Regions from separate parts of the Sus scrofa genome. Here all the other regions are linked to region 3. Evidence: chromatin contacts called from public HiChIP or PLAC-seq and promoter capture Hi-C data. All regions are on one chromosome and are shown on one strand. Each heading gives the region's core, a stretch centred on a gene start, on an enhancer-like site or on the middle of the called end of the contact. The rest is flanking DNA. Distances are from core to core; before and after follow the strand shown. Region 1 overlaps ABL1 (tyrosine-protein kinase ABL1). Region 2 overlaps ABL1 (tyrosine-protein kinase ABL1). Region 3 holds the start of ABL1 (tyrosine-protein kinase ABL1).

What was found. Promoter capture Hi-C pulls out the DNA fragments that hold promoters and counts their contacts. HiChIP or PLAC-seq counts read pairs in DNA pulled down with a chosen protein or histone mark.
Region 1: a contact with region 3 is called in a promoter capture Hi-C map of liver, with 4 times the contacts expected there. The contact joins the enhancer-like site here to the promoter of ABL1 in region 3. A contact is called at or near these places in 2 of 5 promoter capture datasets (fetal liver and liver), 10 of 47 Hi-C or Micro-C datasets (embryonic fibroblasts, epiblast stem cells, fetal heart ventricle and 3 more) and 2 of 2 datasets of contacts at active chromatin or transcription factors (alveolar macrophages and skeletal muscle).
Region 2: an H3K27ac HiChIP or PLAC-seq map of skeletal muscle shows a contact between it and region 3. The contact joins the enhancer-like site here to the promoter of ABL1 in region 3. A contact is called at or near these places in 2 of 5 promoter capture datasets (fetal liver and liver), 8 of 47 Hi-C or Micro-C datasets (embryonic fibroblasts, epiblast stem cells, fetal heart ventricle and 2 more) and 1 of 2 datasets of contacts at active chromatin or transcription factors (skeletal muscle).

What each region holds. Positions count from the first base shown.
Region 1 is chr1:270,793,033-270,795,779 of Sscrofa11.1, forward strand. All of the region lies in intron 2 of ABL1 (tyrosine-protein kinase ABL1), which reads left to right. Among named protein-coding and RNA genes, the nearest start is that of ABL1, 33 kb to the left of the region's middle. Within about 2 kb of position 1,414, at least 7 of the 83 cell types and tissues checked have an H3K27ac peak or open chromatin away from gene starts, as enhancers often do. A contact at or near this core is called in liver, where this site is marked.
Region 2 is chr1:270,810,984-270,813,683 of Sscrofa11.1, forward strand. The region is part of intron 2 of ABL1 (tyrosine-protein kinase ABL1); the gene reads left to right. Among named protein-coding and RNA genes, the nearest start is that of ABL1, 51 kb to the left of the region's middle. Within about 2 kb of position 1,423, at least 19 of the 83 cell types and tissues checked have an H3K27ac peak or open chromatin away from gene starts, as enhancers often do. A contact at or near this core is called in skeletal muscle, where this site is marked.
Region 3 is chr1:270,760,118-270,763,081 of Sscrofa11.1, forward strand. It overlaps ABL1 (tyrosine-protein kinase ABL1), which reads left to right and starts at 1,524. Exons shown (of 12, transcript XM_005660524.3): 1 at 1,524-1,656; 2 at 2,709-2,964.

The DNA.
Region 1 (2,747 bases), core at 164-2,663, 33 kb after region 3:
ATATGTGGTAACTGACCTCTGCCATTTGACGTGAGGGTAAGAAGGTTTTGAGGGGTGTGTGTCTGGGGCATTTTATTTTATTTTATTTTTTATTTTTGTCTTTTTGCCATTTCTTGGGCTGCTCCCGCAGCATATGGAGGTTTCCAGGCTAGGGGTCTAATCGGAGCTGTAGCCACCGGCCTACGCCAGAGCCACAGCAATCGGGATCCGAGCCACATCTGCAACCTACACCACAGCTCACGGCAACGCCGGATCGTTAACCCACTGAGCAAGGGCAGGGATCGAACCCGAACCTCATGGTTCCTAGTTGGATTTGATAACCACTATGCCACGATGGGAACTCCAGTCTGGGGCATTTTAAAAGGAAAGGAGGGAGTTCCCGTTATGGCTCAGTGGTGATGAACCCGACTAGGAACCATGAGGTTGCGGGTTCGATCCCTGGCCTCGCTCAGTGGGTCAGGAATCTGGCATTGCCGTGAGCTGTGGTGTAGGTCGCAGACGCGGTTCGGATCTGGTATTGCTATGGCTGTGGCGTAGGCCGGCAGTGGTAGCTCCAATTGGACCCCTAGCCTGGGAACCTCCATATGCCTAGGGTGCGGGCCTAAAAGCGCAAAAAAAAAAAAAGGGAAATGAAAATAAACAAAGCTCTTTCTTGCTTTGCACTCCTGGTTGTGACGTTTGGGCCTTTGGGCTCCCTCCCCCAGGCCACTGCCTGGACAGAGCCGGCTCCCTTGGTGCCGCTGCCGTGCTTTCCGTGTAGTTGCACCTCAGGGGAGCAGAGGAGTCCCAAACAGAAAGGGGGTCTCAGACTATTTTATTCTGCAGAATTCTCTCCTGACCTTGTGGGAAGGCAGTTTGGGGTGCCTTGTAGAAGAAGTTTGCCTTCTAAGCAAAGACACTGAGGCTGCTCACGCCTATGTCCTCTGAGCTCAGAGCAGGTTGTTCTAAGACAGCCCACTTGGGAAGGGCTGCTTGCCCCCTGCAGGAGAACGCCGGCTGGTGGGGAGCGCTCGGGCCGTTGAGAAGCTGACTTTCATACAAGAACCTGGAGGAGTTTGGTGAGGATTCTGAGAAAGCTAAGAAGCTGTGTCATCGTCCCCCCCCTCCCCCGGCATCCGGTGTCCCCAAGCACTGTCTTTCCTAGTCACTTGGGAACTGGGATTAGGACTGCCTTCCTTGAAGGTGTACGGTTACAGTTACTTGGGTGATTTGCTGATCTGCATTGAGTGCTCACTCGGAGCAGGGCCACGTCTGGGTGCTTAGTGCGTCATATTCCCATTTTGATTTGCAGAGTGGTGAGGACTTTGGGCCCAGAAGTTCTGGAGTCCTGGCTCTCTCTTTACTAGCTGTCATTTGGCCAAAGTCGTACTTGTTTCATTGGGTTTGGGAGGGTGACTGAGCGAGGGCATGATCTCATTCATCAGAGGGAAGGGAGGCCTGCTAAGGGGCCTTGGAAGGTTCTCCAGGACCGTGCAGTGCAGCCTGGGGGCAACTGCCCTGCAGACTCCTGTGGAGCCAGGGGTGGTGTTTCCCAGGACAGCTGCTGTTTGCCATTTACTGTAGTAACTGCTGAGCACATTGTGTGTGGGATTCTCCGAGGGGTTTGCGTGCAGACTCTGGTTTAATCCTCCCCATAGCACTGCAGCGTCGGTAACTAACTAGCCACTTCTCATCTACTCAGTGTGGGGACAGGATGGGAGCCCAGGCTCCTGTCACAGCCTTGGGAGGTTCACCCCAGGCCACGCTGCAGATGTTTAGTTTTCACGATTTAACCTGGTTGACATGTCGTCTTCTTACGCTTGGGTCACAGACCAGTTGGGGTTGGCTTTGTCACTGCCTTCCTTGCAGATCCTGGTGCTGTTGGGGTGTCATTTCGCTGCACCAAGGAGAAGCAGTTGCTCTGCTGGGTCTTCTACCTCCTCCTCTAGGTCCGTCCTTGGGTGTGGGGACTTAACACTATTAAGAACTGGGACATTGTTACCAACGAGGATTCCTGTTATTCTCGGGTTTGTAGTAGAGACCTGTTGTTCCTGGATTTCCTTCTGTTCTCTTAACGCACACCCTTCCTAGTCTTACAGATGGCAGGGGTTCTAGAAAGCGGGAGAGCGTCTGATTTTTCCAAGTGGCTGCACTACTGATCCTTGTAAAAGGAACTGAAAATATTAGGAGATGCTTTTCTGCTTAAATATTAGGATAATAAATCTTTATTGTACTGTTTCTGTTCTTTTTAAGGAAGAAAATTTCTCATAAAATTTTTGGTGGCTAAATGTATTTTCTCCCCTTTTGTGACTATTCACGGTCTTTGGCGTATCATTAAAATCTGATAATTGGAGTTCCTGTCGTGGCCCAGTGGTTAACGAATCCGACTAGGAACCATGAGGTTGTGGCTTCGGTCCCTGCCTTGCTCAGTAGGTTGAGGATCCTGTGTTGCCCTGAGCTGTGGTGTAGGTTGCAGACGCGGCTCGGATCCTGCATTGCTGTGGCTCTGGCGTGGGCCGGTGGCTGCAGCTCTGATTAGACCCCTAGCCTGGGAACCTCCATATGCCGCGGGAGCGGCCCAAGAAATGGCAAAAAGACAAAAAAAAAAAAAAAAAATCTGATAATTGACTCCAGGTTAGCAAAGTGACATCTGTCTTCTCTCCAGCCTGTCAGTCTTTCCCCCCACAAACCCCCCGCTCCCTGAAGTCTCTCACAGATTTTTTTCTTTGTGAAGAAAAGGTCTTTGTTTTTTTTTGTTTTTTTTTGTT
Region 2 (2,700 bases), core at 173-2,672, 51 kb after region 3:
ACGAGTTGAGGAATTAAGAAACTGTCTCAGGGAGTTGGTGCTGTGCCACAGCAGGTTGAGGATCTGGTATCATGTCTGCGGTGGCACAGATTGGCTCCCTGGCCCTGCGCAGTGGGTTAAAAGGATCTGGAGTTGGCACAGCTGTAGTATAGGTGGCAGGTATGGCTTGGATTCCATCCCTGGGTCAGGAACTTCCATATGCCTGGGGCGCAGCCAAAAAAAACCAAACAAATAAGCAAACAAGAAACCCTCTCAGATAGTTTGTACGACGTTTGTGTTTTCCAGACTTTGATTTCTTCAGCGAAGATCCCGCCTTGCTGGGGGTCAGTGGGTGTGCAGGGGTAGGTCAGGCGTGTGTTTTGGCTGGGCTGGCCTGCTGGTTCTTGCACAGACGTAGGATCCTTGGTCCTCCCCCGCCTCCCTCCGCCCAGCCCCGTCTCACTTCCATCCTGCACTCTGCTTGCTGTCTTCCTGTCCTGGTTGTCCTGGCAGGTGGGCTCCCTCTATCACTCTGCTCTTTCAAGACTCTCCTCAGCTGTGATGTCCTCCGCTCTGCTTCCCAAGGTGATGTGCACCCATCTGCTTTCACATTCCAAAAAGTTTGAGATTCCTTGAATCTTTCTGTTCCTTCATTGTTACGGGTTTAGATTTTTGGAGAATTCCTTTGTTGTACTTTAAAGGGGTCACAGTCAGGAGAAGGGGATAAGCACATGTGCTCAGGCCACCATCTTTCCTCGGAAATTCAGAATCATTATTTTAATACTGTTGATGATTATGGATTACTGCAGGTAGAGAAAACATAGGCCATTAAACCAGATATGTATTAACCTCTAGGGTATTCTCTAGAGCTTAGAACTTTCTTAAAGTTCCTTGTATTTTGAAGATTTGTCATTTTCTCCTTGAGAGTTAAAAAAAGTTTGTGGTGAGAGTTCCCATCGTGGCGCAGAGGAAACGAATCTGACTAGGTACCATGAGGTTGTGGGTTCAATCCCTGGCCTCGCTCCATGGGTTAAGGATCCAGCGTTGCCGTGAGCTGTGGTGTAGGTCGAAGAGGAGGCTTGGATCCCGAGCTGCTGTGGCTGCAGTGTAGGCCAGCAGCTACAGCTCTGATTAGACCCCTAGTCTGGAAACCTCCATATGCCACGGGTACGGCCCTAAAAAGACAAAAGACAAAAGACAAAAAAAAAAAAAAAGTTTGTGGTAATTAGGGAAGAAAAAATTTCCTAGTTAATTGAAAGTTATGATTAAGTGAGATTTAAATATCATATATTGAGAATGATGACTTTTTTAATCTAAGAATTAATTTCTAATTACTTGTTCACAAAACAGCCCCCCATGTGATGTGATAACAGCCTCTGGTCCAAGCAGCTGCCAGGTGAATGAAAGCTGATCTGGAGTGACAGAGTGGCAGTAACAGCACTGGAGATGTGTATGCAGTTGTTAAGATGATTCACTTGGTAGCTATGGCAACAGAGATCAACAGAGGGAGAAGGAGAGAGATGCTGGAAAAGCAGCAGCACGTTTTAGTAACAGTCATTATTCATAATGGCAAAGCTGTTTACTATAAAAATTCCATCCTTCTTTGCCTCTTTGCTGCCCTCCGCCATTTCTTACTTTATGTTGGAGCCTGCTGATTTATGGCGTCACATGGTACAATTTCACCTCTGAAACGAAGTCTGTAAAGTCCTGAGGTGTGTTAAAGACTCTGATCCCAACAGTAAATCTCGAAAGGATCTCGTACCATTTATCCCTTTATGCTTGGAGAGGGGGACTTACAAGTTTCTATAGAGAAACGGGTTGGAAGTGGTGTCTTTGATAACGAAGTGCCTCAACTGAGCAACTAGATACATATATATGTATATACTGTGTGTGTGTGTGTGTGTGTGTGTGAATGAAGAATCTGTTGTGCAGGGAATTGCTTTGGGTTTAAAACAGTGTTATACTTTTGATACTTTTAGGTGGCTAATGTCTTGGTAAGGATAAAATAGAAATATGGCGAAGTTGCATTTGATTTTGAGAGATACTACGGGCAAAGCCTGACATTCAGTTTGATTACTAGAGGCTTTAATATTTACAGCTCCTTGGCTATTGTATTAATAGAGCCACTCTACTTTCTGGCACCATGGAAACCTTTTATAATTCGAATGTTCTCAAAAAGAACACTGTGTGAAAATGATCAGCCCCAAATATAAACTACGTTTTAAAAAAGTAAATACATTTTATGTTGGTTCATCCTCTGGTTTTTGGTTGTCTCTTTTGGGAAGGAAGCAGTAGGGCCTTTTGGAAATGTGGTGACCAAGTAACACCAAAGTTATCTGGTTACAGGCCATGCAGATGTAGCCTTATGTGCTTTTGTCATGCTGTTGGTGATCTTGGGACTGCCTGTATCTGACCAGTCCCCAGATGAAACCTCTTAAAGGTTCCGTTTTGGATTCTGTTCACCTCATGTTGATACTTGTACCAGGTCCTTCCTCGCCCCAGGCCTTTGCACCTGCTATTTCTAGGTGAATTGTCCCCCTGCTTGCCAGTCTCACACGCTCCTCTTTTTGGCTAACACTTCCTCCAGGTCTCATCTTCCATGTCACTTTCAGAGACCTTTCCAGTCTCAGTCAGACTCTCTAGCACCTGTGGTAGTCCTTGTTGGCACTTTGCATGCGTAGAATGAACCCTGTTAGTGTGGCAGTTCCTTAAAGCCTCCGT
Region 3 (2,964 bases), core at 274-2,773:
GATAAGATAATGGGTGAGTAAAGGGAATAAGGGTGTTGAAGTTTGAAGGATAAGTTGCAAACCAGGACCAAGTTCATCAGCCAGACTACTTTCTGACAGCAAAGCTAACCCAATCAACATCTGAAGGTAAACTCCAGTTCTAAAATTGGGCACACGTTTTCATAGGCTTCCTAATTCAGTACTTCCCAGTGACTTTTTTGAAGCCAATATCTATAAACTCATCAGCACCATTTCCCAATCCGGCAGAAATGTCTAAAATACACCATCCAATAATGGAAAGTACAGTGTCTGTACTATGACTATGGTGTCCCCCCACTAATAGTGCGACTTCTAAGAAGTCAATTGCCTAATGTCAGGTCAACAGTTATGGGAGTGGTACAACAAAAAAAACCAAAGGCTTTGGAGCAAGGTCAGTCTGGGCTCAAATAGTGACTCTTACAGAACGAGCCCACCATAAGTCACCTCATCTGTATATGGGGAATGATATTACATGCCTCGCTGTCTGCAGTGAGGATTAAATGAGCATCCAGTTTATGAAAAGCGTAATAGGCCTAGTATAGACCCGTGTTGTGATGAGTGGATCCTTTAGAAATGGGTATATCCTGGTCTGGTAGGTGCACTGCTCTGGGGAGACATGGGGAGTGGTGAATTGGGGGTTAGGGTACATTTTAGTTGCATATTTAAATGGGTTATGGCAGGTGTGGATTTGGTGTGTCTGGGTCACTGGCTAGCTCTGCAGGCCTACTAAACAATCTCGACTAAGAGGTTTTCATGTGAATACCTGTACATCTCTGAACTGTTTAACCCCTCCCCTTTTATTCCCCCAGTTTTATTGAGAAAAAATTAACACACGTCACTGTATGAGTTTAAGTTCAAAGTTTCCTGCTCACCCAAACGTCTATGATTGTGCCTGGCTTAGCCTCCGAAAGGCTCTTAACAAATGCTGTTTCTTTAGAATGAGCCTCCTGATATTCCGAAGAAATAATTCGTTAGCAGTCTGTCGGATGCTTTCCAGTTGTTTATTTTTCGCTGGTACTAATATTTATGTTTCTTGGAGAAAAGGTGGGAATGGAGGCGGGGGGTGGAGCGGTGAAGGCACCAAATACCTTGGTTTCCAGGAGCGAGCTAAATTTTCTCAAAGAGGCTCAAGGAAGTGATCCAACTCCGGTTCTGGGAAAATCCAATCCGCAGTTTTCTCCTTGCTTTGGTTTCTCGCCGGTCTACTAACAGCTCAGGGGAGACATTGGCCAGCCCTACGCGAAGCCGGCTAGAGTTCACCGGCTCCCAGGAGGGCGGGACGAAGCTCAGGAGCGGGAGCAGAGGGCAAGCCTCGGGTGAGCACCGACAGGGGCGGGCGCCGCAGGACCACAACTCCCGCCACGCCTTGCGAGCTGCGCCGAAGGTGGTTGGCTAGAAGCTCTACCCCACTGTCCCTACTGGCCAATGGGATGCAGGAGAGAGCCCTGACCCGGATTCTCGCGAACCAAAGGCAGTACAGGGGAGGCGGGAGCTTCCTTACCACTCGCCTTGCTCTCGGGAAAAAACCACATTTTAACAGGTCCTGCAGGACCCGGCCCTCGCGGGCAAGGAGGCTGGAGCCGAAAGGCGCTGCGGCGTACCCGAAAGCGGCGCCGAGAGGGTCCGGGTCCCCGCGAGGTGCGCACGGGACGTCACCGGGGGCGGGGCCAGGGGCGGGGCCTGGCCTCGTTGTGGAGCTGCTCGTAATCCATCATGGCGGCCACGGGGGTCGGTGACCGTCCCTGAGCAGCGCTGGAGCCGGAGCCGGTTCCCGGGTCCCGCGGTTGAGGAGCCCTTCCGTTGCCCACGGCCCTAACCTGCTGGGGGAGGTTGGGTCCCGCGGCGGAGCTCGGGGGATGTGACCGCCTGACGGCGGCGGCCGTAGCAACGTCCGGGGCCGGGGGAGGGGGTGTCTCTGGCAGAGACCCCCCCCAGGTTAGGGGCAGCTGAGGCGGCCGGGCCTACCCCCCTCCGCCCGCTTCCCGCCCTCGGAGCCTCGGGAGTCCTTCGCCCCTTCCAGCCCAGCCCCGACTCTGGGACCCTGAGGGTGGTCTCTTTCCCCAGACCTGGGACACCCCGATTCCTGAGGCGTGGAGGAGCGTCGCTCCCGAAGTAAGCCGCCCGCGCCCCGCCCTGGCAGCCTCCCTCTTACCCCCGAGCCGCCCCTTGCTCCTGCCTCCTGGGTTCAAGTGTGGCCTCGGAGCCCCCATTCAAATCCCCTTCCTGCTGTCAAGTGGCCTCCCCTTGCCCCCAGGTTGCTCCCGTGAGCCTCTAATGCCCTGACTTCTTCCAATGTCACCTACGGCCCCCTTAGTCTCAGCCCAGCCAGAAACTTTAATGCAAAGGAAAAGCCTGGACTGGTTTCACAGGCCTTTTAAAAAGCGGACTTAAAAGTTGCTGGCAATGCATTCCTTCTCGTCAGAGTCGAGGGCCAGCTCTCTCTGAAGGCCGGGTGACCCGTGTCCTTTTCCGGAGAGCAGGGTAGAGAAGCAGGCGAGGAGCGGCAGCTAGTGCGGCAGGAAATCTGCCGCGGAAGATGAAGACACCGAGATAGGGGGTGGGTGACTTCCCCAGGAAAAGTTCTGGAGGCGCATCCAAAGACAAGCAACATTTCCTTGATGTGTGGGAATCGAAATGACTTGAGCCTTACTGACCGTCTTACAGCATCCCCTGTGAATATTTCTGTTTAGGTTTTTCTCCTTGAAAGGGAAGAAGCTGTTACTCAGCCAGTAAAGGACACAAAATCAAGCAGCTTGGGTCCCATTGCCCTGATATGACTTCAAGTTGATCAACTGCGAAAATAATCGGAACTCCTGTTTACATATTGTCAACCTGAAATCTTCGCTTCCTTTCCTTATGGGAGAAGATGCCTTGTTGTGACTGACCTCAGTGACTGACTTGTGGCGATGCAGTGAATGTGAAATCCCACATACATACTGTTTTCCT